3 separate regions of the Mus musculus genome follow, and all the other regions are linked to region 3. A link is a contact called in public promoter capture Hi-C data. All regions are on one chromosome and are shown on one strand. Each heading gives the region's core, a stretch centred on a gene start, on an enhancer-like site or on the middle of the called end of the contact. The rest is flanking DNA. Distances are from core to core; before and after follow the strand shown. Region 1 overlaps Slco3a1 (solute carrier organic anion transporter family, member 3a1). Region 2 overlaps Slco3a1 (solute carrier organic anion transporter family, member 3a1). Region 3 holds the start of Fam174b (family with sequence similarity 174, member B).

Region 1 (3,010 bases), core at 86-2,585, 590 kb before region 3:
CGCTTGGCACACACACAGTCTCAAATTTGCTATGGCTCATCAACAATGATTGATCATGATGGATTCTTCACACCCAAGAGACCTTTAACTGTGAAAAGCAGATCACCCTCTGTGTATTTTATGTTGTGTTCATTTTCCATATTTCTTAAGCTACATTTTCAAACACTGCAGAGTCAACAGTTCTGGGAGTATTTGTACAACACTTTAAAACAATATGGATTTAACAAAGGAAAGTTTCCTAACATTTAAACACAGATTTTAAAAGCAAACACTCCTAGGCATTTATTTGAAATGATACTTCTAAGAAGTCAGATTGCCATAAATGTTTAAAAGGCCTGTAAAGTATACAAACGGCGTGCCCATAAAGACCAGGAAACTCTAAGCACAGTGTACCAGGATGAAGTGCGAGGACCTGAGGCTGTTTGTGTACCATCTTTGTTCATAGCCTTTGTAAAGTTTTGACTTTAATTTTTTTGTGTGTGCTTTCAGTTAACCCTAAGGCTGCCTTCCTAGAGCCTCAGAAACACATGTTGAACAGCTGAAGCCGCCATCTCTGGTTATCATCTAAATCCCCTTGGACATCAGATCCATGGCTCAGCTCACAGTAATCCTGAGCTTCCAGTCCTTTGGTCCAGTCCGGTGCTGTAACTAAACCCTTCAATCCTCCTCTCTGGAGAATTTCACTTTGGAAACTTGATATCTTTCCCAGAGATGATAAATTTTAAGTTTTGTATATCTGCCAGTCCCCGGCCTATTGTTCTGTCATTTTGATGCATGGAGCTTGTCTGTTAGCGTTATTAAAAACTTATGTGTCTCCTATTATTATTTTATTCTAATTAGATGGGCCATTTGGAGGTTTCGTCTCCTAGGAGATGCAATTGTGCCTGTGTAATTAGCTCTCTTCTTTAGGACAGCTGGCTAATTCATCACCTTGGAGTGCAGGGTTAGGTTCTCAGCCCACCTGTTTATTTTATGTGGCCATAGGCACTTAGTGGGTTTTTCTAATACTTAATCTCTGTGTCTGATCTTTTCCATGTGCACAGAGAGAAACAAGTGCACCCTGTCACTATTCCTTATTTTTGTTAGTAATATGAGTATAGTTAAATCGGATCCTCTTTGTGAGACAGGATCTTATGTATCTCAGGCTGGCCCCCAAACACATTATATAGCTGAGGATAATCTTAAACTCCTGATTCTCCTGCTGCTCCTCCCAGGGCCTGGGATAACCAGTATGTGCCACACCTGTTTTGTGTAGACTTGGAGATCAAACCCAAAGCTCTGTGTATGCTAGGCCAGCCACTCTCCCCAATGAGCCAGATTCCCTTCCAGCCCCGAGTCTAGTCACAAGCACACCGCTTGGACAATGTTTTCAGTAACCTATATTTCGCCTCCATCTTTGCTCTTTATAGAAGATGATTTATGATTTACATAAGACTTGTCTTCAAATTACTTGAAATCAGTTTACTTGTCTTACGCCATGGCACTTGATGAATCAGCTATATTTGGTTAATTATTTTGTAAATACCACTGGCTTCCATCTGTGGAAGTTCTACATCCACAAACCTAACGAGCCGCTGATTGAAACGCAGTCCACAGAAAACTGCATCTGTACTGAAAAAGTACAAATCTCTCCCTTGTCATCATCTCCTTGCACAGTGTGCTCTAGCAACTACTTGGGTAACATGCACCTTGTAGTTGATGTAAGTAGCTTAGAGATGATCTAAGGTACATGGGTGTGAGTTATAGACAAGTAGTATACTGTTCTATATAATAGATGTGAGCATATATAGATTTTGGTGTCCAGCAGAGACATCAAAATAAAGGTGTAAGGACTAAGGGGTTGGTTCAGTGGGTAAAAGTGTTTGCCATGTAATTATAAGGACCTGAGTTTCAATCCCTAGAGCCTACATAAAAGCTGGATGAACAGGACATGTGTCTAACCTCATGGAGATGGGAGGCGGAGACAGAATTCCCAGCAGCTCTGCAGGCCAGCTAGCCTGCCGTGTGTGGTAGGAAAACAGTGAGGAGATGCCTGTCTCAAGGTCAAAGGCGAAGACTGACATCCAAGGCTGTCTCCTGACCTCCATACACATGCCTTGGCACACAAGCATCTATGCAACACACACACACACAATAATAATAATAATAATAATAATAATAATAATAACAATAACAATAATAATAAATCAAATAAAGGTGTCAATCCTGAAGAGACAGGGCTGTTCTAGAACCATCCAGGATATGTCACCACAGCACAACTGAGAAGAGCTGGTTGAAGACTATGTGACAAGGTTAAAGCACCAATATAAGAGGAAGTGTCTGTAGCCCAGGAAACCACACTGTAAGAAAAATAGAGCCCCATAAGCAAGATAAGAGTATGCAACCTCCACACACTACTATTGGGCCCATTCAAGATGTAACACGGTTCATAAGCTTCAGAATGTGTATGCCAAAAGCCAACTGTCCTGGATCCTTAAGTGCCTGTGGCTAGATGCCTGGGAGCCTCTTCCAGGCTAGGTTGAATAATGAAGAAAGGACACCTGGGGTGGGGGAGGGAACCTATGTGGTAAAAGTTTAAGAGAAGAGTATTACAGTAGACTAAGAAGATCTAACATGGATGCAGCTGAGAGAGGAACAGGCTGGGGATGAGGGGAGGAGAATAGGGCATCCTGGAGATATCCCAGCACCATGATGCAGGCCAAAAGCCCAATGGACAAACTATAATCCCAGACTCTTTGTTGTGGCTCTCCTTACTGTGGATATTTGACGAGGAAAAACAAAAAAACAAACAAAGAAGCAAACAAACAAACAAAAAAAACCCAAAGAACAAAAAATCCTAAGCTGATCCCACTAGTTACTATGTACAATGTGATCAAATCAAGGTTGATAGCTCTGACCGACTTAGGATGTTCCAGCCCTGTGGGAGAGAGCTGACCAGGGAGTGTAGGGAAGGACTTGATTTGCTCATACTTATTTTGTAAAGGATGAGAACTTCATCTCTTTCTTGATA
Region 2 (3,257 bases), core at 331-2,830, 560 kb before region 3:
TATCTTTGGATATGAAGGAACCACTGACTATAAATTTCTGTTTAAAAACTGATGACTTCTGTGTTGTCCAACCTTCTCCCGTGTCTCTAAATGTCTTCAAATGATCAGCTCAAACTAGTCCTTGGGCCAAGGAGGCATATTTTGGGGTAGTGTGGGGTAGTGTCCTGTGACTTCCGGCTTCTACAAAATGCTGTATTTCTTTCCTGCCTAGCTTTCATCCACACTAGAGAAGGAACTCTGCAAGCATGGAACAGCCTTAGAAGGAAAACTGTGGGAAGTATGCCCCACAAGCTCAGCTTGACACCACAACATTGCTGTGTGCCAGGAAGGGAGATATAGAGTATCCAAGGGGAATATGGAGTAGAAATGAAGTTGAGGAGAGTCATGAACATATAGGAAAATATGGTGTAGGAAGGGAAGAAAGTCTACCCCGTAGCCATGTTAGCATGGGAAAGGGGAGATAATGCCAAGAAAGATGGACAAGGTGTAGCCAGAAGAAGAAAAAGGGAACCCAAAGAACCAAAGAATAGAGCCATGGGAGGCAGGGAGCAACAGAGATGCCATGAGAGGAGCAGGGGGTGGTGGGCTAGGGATGTGGATGCCAGTGGGGAACTTCCTGAGATCTGGCTCACACTGGTGGAGAGGGAAGCCAGTCAGAATGAGCTGAGAACAGGGCCAGTAAGGAGCTGTGACCACTGATCATCAGCAGCTAGAGAAGCTTGCCTGTGACCTCCCATCATGCCATACAAGCTTCTCTTGGTAGAGACTGGGATGGCCTGGTGAGCTGTAGATGGAGAGAAGCCCTGGTAAAGGCAGAGGCCAACCTGGCCACCTGTGTATCCTAAACCTGTCTTCTGCATTTCCTCTAGTGTCCTGCTGCATTGTGCAAGAAGTTTAAGAAAGTGTCCCAGGTTGTTCCTGTCTGACAGGTCCCATTGTCTCTGTAGGGCAGGTGTTGGTCAGGGCTCAGAGGGATCATGGGAAGAATAGAGGAACTGCTCATCTGGAGGATGAAGGGATGTGGTGTCTGTGGTAGGTCTCTTGGAAAAGCCAGGTAAAGTTTTTAGGTATAGCTTAAGTGGTGGTGGACAGGTGTCAGGCCTCAGCACCTGGAAATTGCCATAAACACCCAGGTATATAACAGGACTATTTACATAGATACCTACCCTGGCACACTATTTAGAAGATGTACAGCCAGAAGGTACCATCTATTCCAAACAACAATGCAGGAAAGCCCTAGTAGTTCCAGGGTTTGAGACACCACTGAAGCTATCTCATATGGAAAAAGACACCCCATGTCTGGAATATCCCATGATGGAAGAAAGGGAAAGCAGCGAGGAAGAGGAGAGAACCAAGTGCGAAGGGAGAAGGGCAGAAGAGAAGAAACACAGGCTTTATAGGGAGTCTGCCTGACCCCTCGGGAGAGTTTACCTGCTAGGCATGCGCTCAGAAAGCCAATCAGCTCTGGAAAGAAAAGCAATGAATCATTTATGATTGTTTTCGCTTTGTATTCATTAAAGGCCTCTGCACTATTATTATCGAGCCTTAATTGGCTTGGAACTCTGAACAGCCTCCTCCAGCCCCTGCTCCTCCCTCTGCGATCAGAAATTCCTGGAGCGAGCTGGCAAGCTTGCAGGAGAGCAGGAGAGCAAATTTTGCTTGGGAACGGGGGTTGCTGATGCAGAGCCTCTCAGAAGATCAAATGGAACGTGGTTGCTTTCCTTTCTCCTCTCTGATCATATATTAATAAATGTATCCCATCAGGGCTCTCGAGCTCCTCCCGGTAAGATCCTATCAGCTGCCAGAATCCCTTAGCTCCCCTTTGCTTCCTCAGCCACTGGACAAGTTTTCCAGGTTCCTTCTGTCATCAGGGTCTACCAGGCACAATGGCTTCACGCATGACAGCGTGTGTCCTTTGTTCTGGGTGCCATGCCAGGCACTGAACCAGCAACAGGATGTGGGGTTACCTGATTTACTTCTTTTAATACACTTCGGTGTAATTATAACTGCATAAAGGGAAGACAAATTGGCAAGTAATTACGATGTTAATTTGGCAATGTTTTATCATATTGTGGAAGCACAATTTCCTCTCTAATTGTATTGGGGGGGACACATTTATCTACACTGCAGCTTATTGAAGGTTTCTTGAGAATGGAAATGAAATACACAGGAGACAGGAAATCCAGCTCTCCTCCCCATAAATATTACTTTATTTGCATGTGTTTTTGCAGCCTCCTTTAAAAAAAAAATGCTAACTCGTTTATTCAGGCCCAATTAATGGAATGCCACAGAATGTATAATTAGGTTGTGACAGGCTAGCTGATGGATTGCCTCGGGTGTGGAAACCAGAGACACCCCCAGTTTAAATGGCTGAACCTTCCCTTTCAGAACCTCACAGGCTGTGCGTGCCTCACCACTGTCCCCCCTGAGAATGCCAGCGTGGTTCCAGGAAAATGTCCCAGTCCTGGGTGCCAAGAGGCCTTCCTCACCTTCCTCTGTGTGATGTGTGTGTGCAGCTTGATCGGGGCCATGGCCCAAACCCCTTCTGTCATCATCCTCATCAGGTAAGCTGTCCCTCCACCCCCAAGTCCCTGAGAGTCAGCTTGGCCTATGCCTTTCCACCTGGCACATTTTGGCAGGGCTCCCCAGCATCGGAGCTGTGTGAGTCTTGCAAGCAAGGTGAGAGGGGGCTGCAGACAGGAACACAGCAGCTGTAGGCTAAGAGGAAACAATCACAAGCCTTCCACCAATTGGGGCTTCTTCATGGTACACCAGGACAGTAGTAGAAGGGCACTTCCATAGTCTCCCAGGAATAACCAATGAGGCAACTTTGAGAAGTCTTCTATACTGATCTTTTTGGTAAGATTGTTGGTAAAATAAGATGAAAACAGTGGGCTGGGGAGATAGCCCAGCTGGTACTCCTGTCTCACAAGCATGGGACTGAGGTCCTTCCCTGTAACTCATATCAAACCTGGACGTAGTAGATCTTGCTTATAATCGTTATGGTAGTGAGATTAGAGATAGGCAGATCCCTGGAAGCTTGCAAAATTGTTAGTCTAGCCTATTCAGGGAAGTTTTAGGCCAGTGGGAGACTCTGTCTCAAAGCCAAAGGTGGAATGGAACAACGTTCAAGGTTGTCCTCTGACACACACACACGCATACGCTCACACACACACACACACACACACACACACACAAACACACTAAAATGGCATTAGATGAGCCAAGTTCTTATTTTTTTTTAATTTATTAGGTAT
Region 3 (3,212 bases), core at 24-2,523:
CTGGCAAAATACTTCAAATGCCTTCTTTTAAAAGTACACAGCTGTGTGGGCTGGGACTATTTTGAGCTAAATGCTGCAAACCTCCAAGCTCAGAGCCGTTCTGGGCGTTCGCTGACTCCAAGTGAACAATGAGGGCCGTCACCAAAGCTATCATGGGTCACCAAACCTCCTGAAACCTGTAACCAACATCAGGTGTGTGAAGCAAGTGTCCCCAGGTTCCTCTGGCATCCCTCGCTCCCTGCTTCTGCTTTCTGTAGGTGAAAGAGGGCGAAGAGCTGGTAAAACAGAGGAGAGCTGCCAAAGGGGGAAAGGGGCAAAGTTCTTGATAGGAGAACCCTAGTCCAAATTGTCCCTCAAGCGCTGAGTACCTGTGTAAGCCAACTCTCTTTGAATGTTTCCTTGTCTGTGAGGTGGGCATAAAAATACATTCCACGGAAGGTGGTCGGAACTCAAAGTTGGTGTTAAACGTGAACAGAGGAAAGCAATAGAATCTAGGACTTGGAACACACCAAACAGCCTTAAAGGGGGAAACGGTTCCTGAGATGTGCCCTGGAAGAACCAAATGCACGCGCCCGCCCTCCGGATCCCACCCAGGCAGAGAGCAGAAAAGTGCGCGCCTGGCGAGAGCGCGCCGAGAGCGAGCACCTGTGCGCGCAGGTGGGGAGGACGCGCGGTGGCATCAGCGGCAGCAGCAGCATGGTGACGCCGCCCATGGAGCCAGCAGGGCAAGGAGTTGGGCGACGCGACCCACCTGAAGACGCGCAGCAGCAGACAGGCGATGAGCAGCGCGCTGAAGGCACATGCCACGATCACCGTCGCCTTCAGGGTAGGCAGGTCACGAAGCAGACTGGAGATGCGGGTCACCACCGCGTCGACGCTGCTGTTGGAGCTTCCCCCGCCCGCCATGCCGGATCCCAGCTGGGTAGCATTCCCGGGACCGGGCGGAGGCTGGTGTTCTGCTTCGGGCTGGGAGGCCGAAGCGGACTCGGCTCTGCGAGCGAGGGCGGCGGGCGCGGCCAGGAGCGCGAGCAGCAGCAGCAGCAGCGGTGGCGGCGGTTGGGGTGGCAGGGCGCTCATGGTGCACTATGCGCACGCACGGTGCGGAGGTCTGCGTCCCGGAGGCTTGCACCCCGGAGGCCTGAGCCCCAGAGGCTGGCACCCGGGAGGCCTGCGCCGGGGTCTCCGGCTGCCGAGGCGGCTGCGCGATGCTCGGCAGGAAGCTGCAGAGCCCGGAAGAACCCGCGCCGCCGCTGCAGCCACCAACACGTTGCACAGAGTCATTCGACGGGCTTCGGCCCCGCGTGGGCGGGGCAGACCTCGGCTGGGTCCCCGCTGCGCTCCGCCCCTGGGTAGCCCAACCCGATCAGGACCTAAGACCCCATGGAGGAATCCTAACTGCTTGGCTCACTCTGCTCCGGGCAGGCAGAATGATGAACTGTTCACGCGATTTATTTCTTTCAGTATGGCAGCCCTCTCTGGAAACAGGTATTCTTTTGCCCTGGTTTGTTGATTTAGCACGCAGGGAGTCAGCTCACAGCAACCCAGATTTCCCACCTAGAGTTTGCAAGCCCTTTGCACTTCAGCTGGTGAACCTTTGGAAGTAATCTCTCCTTCTCCAGACCAGACTTAAATTTCAAACTCCAAGGAGTAATTTATTGTGGTTCTGTCTCTGGTATATAAACTAAGTAATGTTGGGGTGGGGAAAGACTATTCTCTTGGGAGTCCAGGAATTGATACAGTGCTGAGTGGGTTCCTGGAGCAACCGTTACAGAACCTTGGATGATCTGGAAGGTGCTCCCCAATGATCAGTAAATATCTAAACATACAGAACAAGGACCAAGAGACTTTGATCAGCTCATTTCTGGTCCTGCTAGAGAAACAGACAAATATAACGATGCATTCATTGTCTATAGTTACATAACCAAGCTTCCATAACAAATTATCCCAAAACCTAGTAGGTCACCACAATCCCCATTATCTGGGTTGTCCTGTTTTAAGGTATCTTGTTAAGTTTAAGATCAAACTAATACCCCCTCCCCCAGATCTCCTCAAAAGGTTCACATGGGAGCTGATCTGTCCCCGAGCTCAACTGGCTTTCCCTGACTGATTCAGCGCTTCACAAACTGCTAGCCCCGAACCTCCATTCCCCATCTCTGTCTGTCAGAAGCTGCCCTAAGTTCTAACGGTGAGAATTTCCAACAGAGCGTTTTGCATCTTCAACGTGTTCAAGCCCAGTTAGCAATAAATTCAGGGAGCCGGACAGAAGACAGTTCTGTAAAACTTAATTACAGATGTGACACCCCCACACTTTCTCCTGAATCGGTTCATTAGATGCATACCACCACTCTTTGTTCACAATTCAGGAAAGAAGGCGTCACAATGACGTAAATAACAGGAAGCGGGAGCATCAGGGCCACCTAACAGCTGTCTGCCATATACACTGGGGGTGGGGGTGGGGTGAGCAATATTGAGATTCCCAGAAGTCATTGCCCACCAAGCACTTTGTGTATCAAGTGTTTTCAAGCATGCTACAGGGATGAGAGAGAAAGATCATCTGCTAGACAGAGCACATCGTTAATCCCAGCATTGAGGAGGCAGAGGTAGACAGATGTCTATGAGTCTGATGCCATCCTGGTCTACATAGTGAGTTCCCAGATAGCCAGAACTGCATGGTAAGATCCAGACCCAAAAGAAGAAAAAGGAAAAGAAAAATCCTATGGTTAAAGTATTCCAGCTCTGAACTACATTGATGGAGAAGTCTTGTTTTCGTATCAGAATATACACAGAAAATTCCCTAAAGATCTAGGTGTGACGTCCATAATTCCCCAAGCTTCAGATGTCACAGCCTTGAAATTTGTTAGTTAGAGGAAAGTTCTGTATAGTAGAGGGAAAGTGTTCCCAACTTAAAGCCTCTCAACCAGGATGGAAGTTGACGGTTGAGTGACCTTGGCCAGCAAGGGTTTAACTGGGGAATACCAGGTTTTTAATATCTAAAGAGAAGGAAGCAATTGCAAGCATGATAAGGCCACTGAGAACATCTGTAAAACGGGGGCTAGAGAAATGAAGCTGCAGAGGACCTTGGTCCAGTTCCCAGAACCCACATCAGGTGGCTCAAAACTAACTCTAGTTTCAGGTGATCCAGCGCCCTCCTATAGCCTCCCTAGGCACTGCACACAGGTAGTGCATGCAGACAGAGAAACAGGCACACAAAC

What was found. Promoter capture Hi-C pulls out the DNA fragments that hold promoters and counts their contacts.
Region 1: a promoter capture Hi-C map of second pharyngeal arch cranial neural crest shows a contact between it and region 3. The contact joins the enhancer-like site here to the promoter of Fam174b in region 3. A contact is called at or near these places in 13 of 39 promoter capture datasets (the 3T3-L1 cell line, 3T3-L1-derived adipocytes, the C10 cell line and 8 more), 2 of 484 Hi-C or Micro-C datasets (both in cortical neurons), 14 of 115 datasets of contacts at active chromatin or transcription factors (SST interneurons, VIP interneurons, astrocytes and 10 more) and 1 of 9 other capture datasets (embryonic stem cells).
Region 2: a promoter capture Hi-C map of hippocampal neurons shows a contact between it and region 3, with 2.8 times the contacts expected there. The contact joins the enhancer-like site here to the promoter of Fam174b in region 3. A contact is called at or near these places in 6 of 39 promoter capture datasets (the 3T3-L1 cell line, cranial neural crest, frontonasal cranial neural crest and 3 more) and 5 of 115 datasets of contacts at active chromatin or transcription factors (embryonic basal ganglia, embryonic hindbrain, embryonic midbrain and 2 more).

The regions. Positions count from the first base shown.
Region 1 is chr7:74,328,531-74,331,540 of GRCm38.p6, reverse strand. The region is part of intron 4 of Slco3a1 (solute carrier organic anion transporter family, member 3a1); the gene reads left to right. Among named protein-coding and RNA genes, the nearest start is that of Slco3a1, 220 kb to the left of the region's middle. Within about 2 kb of position 1,335, at least 33 of the 459 cell types and tissues checked have an H3K27ac peak or open chromatin away from gene starts, as enhancers often do. A contact at or near this core is called in SST interneurons, craniofacial prominence and second pharyngeal arch cranial neural crest, where this site is marked.
Region 2 is chr7:74,302,429-74,305,685 of GRCm38.p6, reverse strand. Slco3a1 (solute carrier organic anion transporter family, member 3a1) reads left to right here. Exons shown (of 10, transcript NM_023908.2): 8 at 2,389-2,564. Among named protein-coding and RNA genes, the nearest start is that of Slco3a1, 250 kb to the left of the region's middle. Within about 2 kb of position 1,580, at least 31 of the 459 cell types and tissues checked have an H3K27ac peak or open chromatin away from gene starts, as enhancers often do. A contact at or near this core is called in embryonic basal ganglia, forebrain and hippocampal neurons, where this site is marked.
Region 3 is chr7:73,738,368-73,741,579 of GRCm38.p6, reverse strand. It overlaps Fam174b (family with sequence similarity 174, member B), which reads right to left and starts at 1,273. Exons shown (of 3, transcript NM_001162532.1): 1 at 752-1,273. The coding sequence starts at 1,077.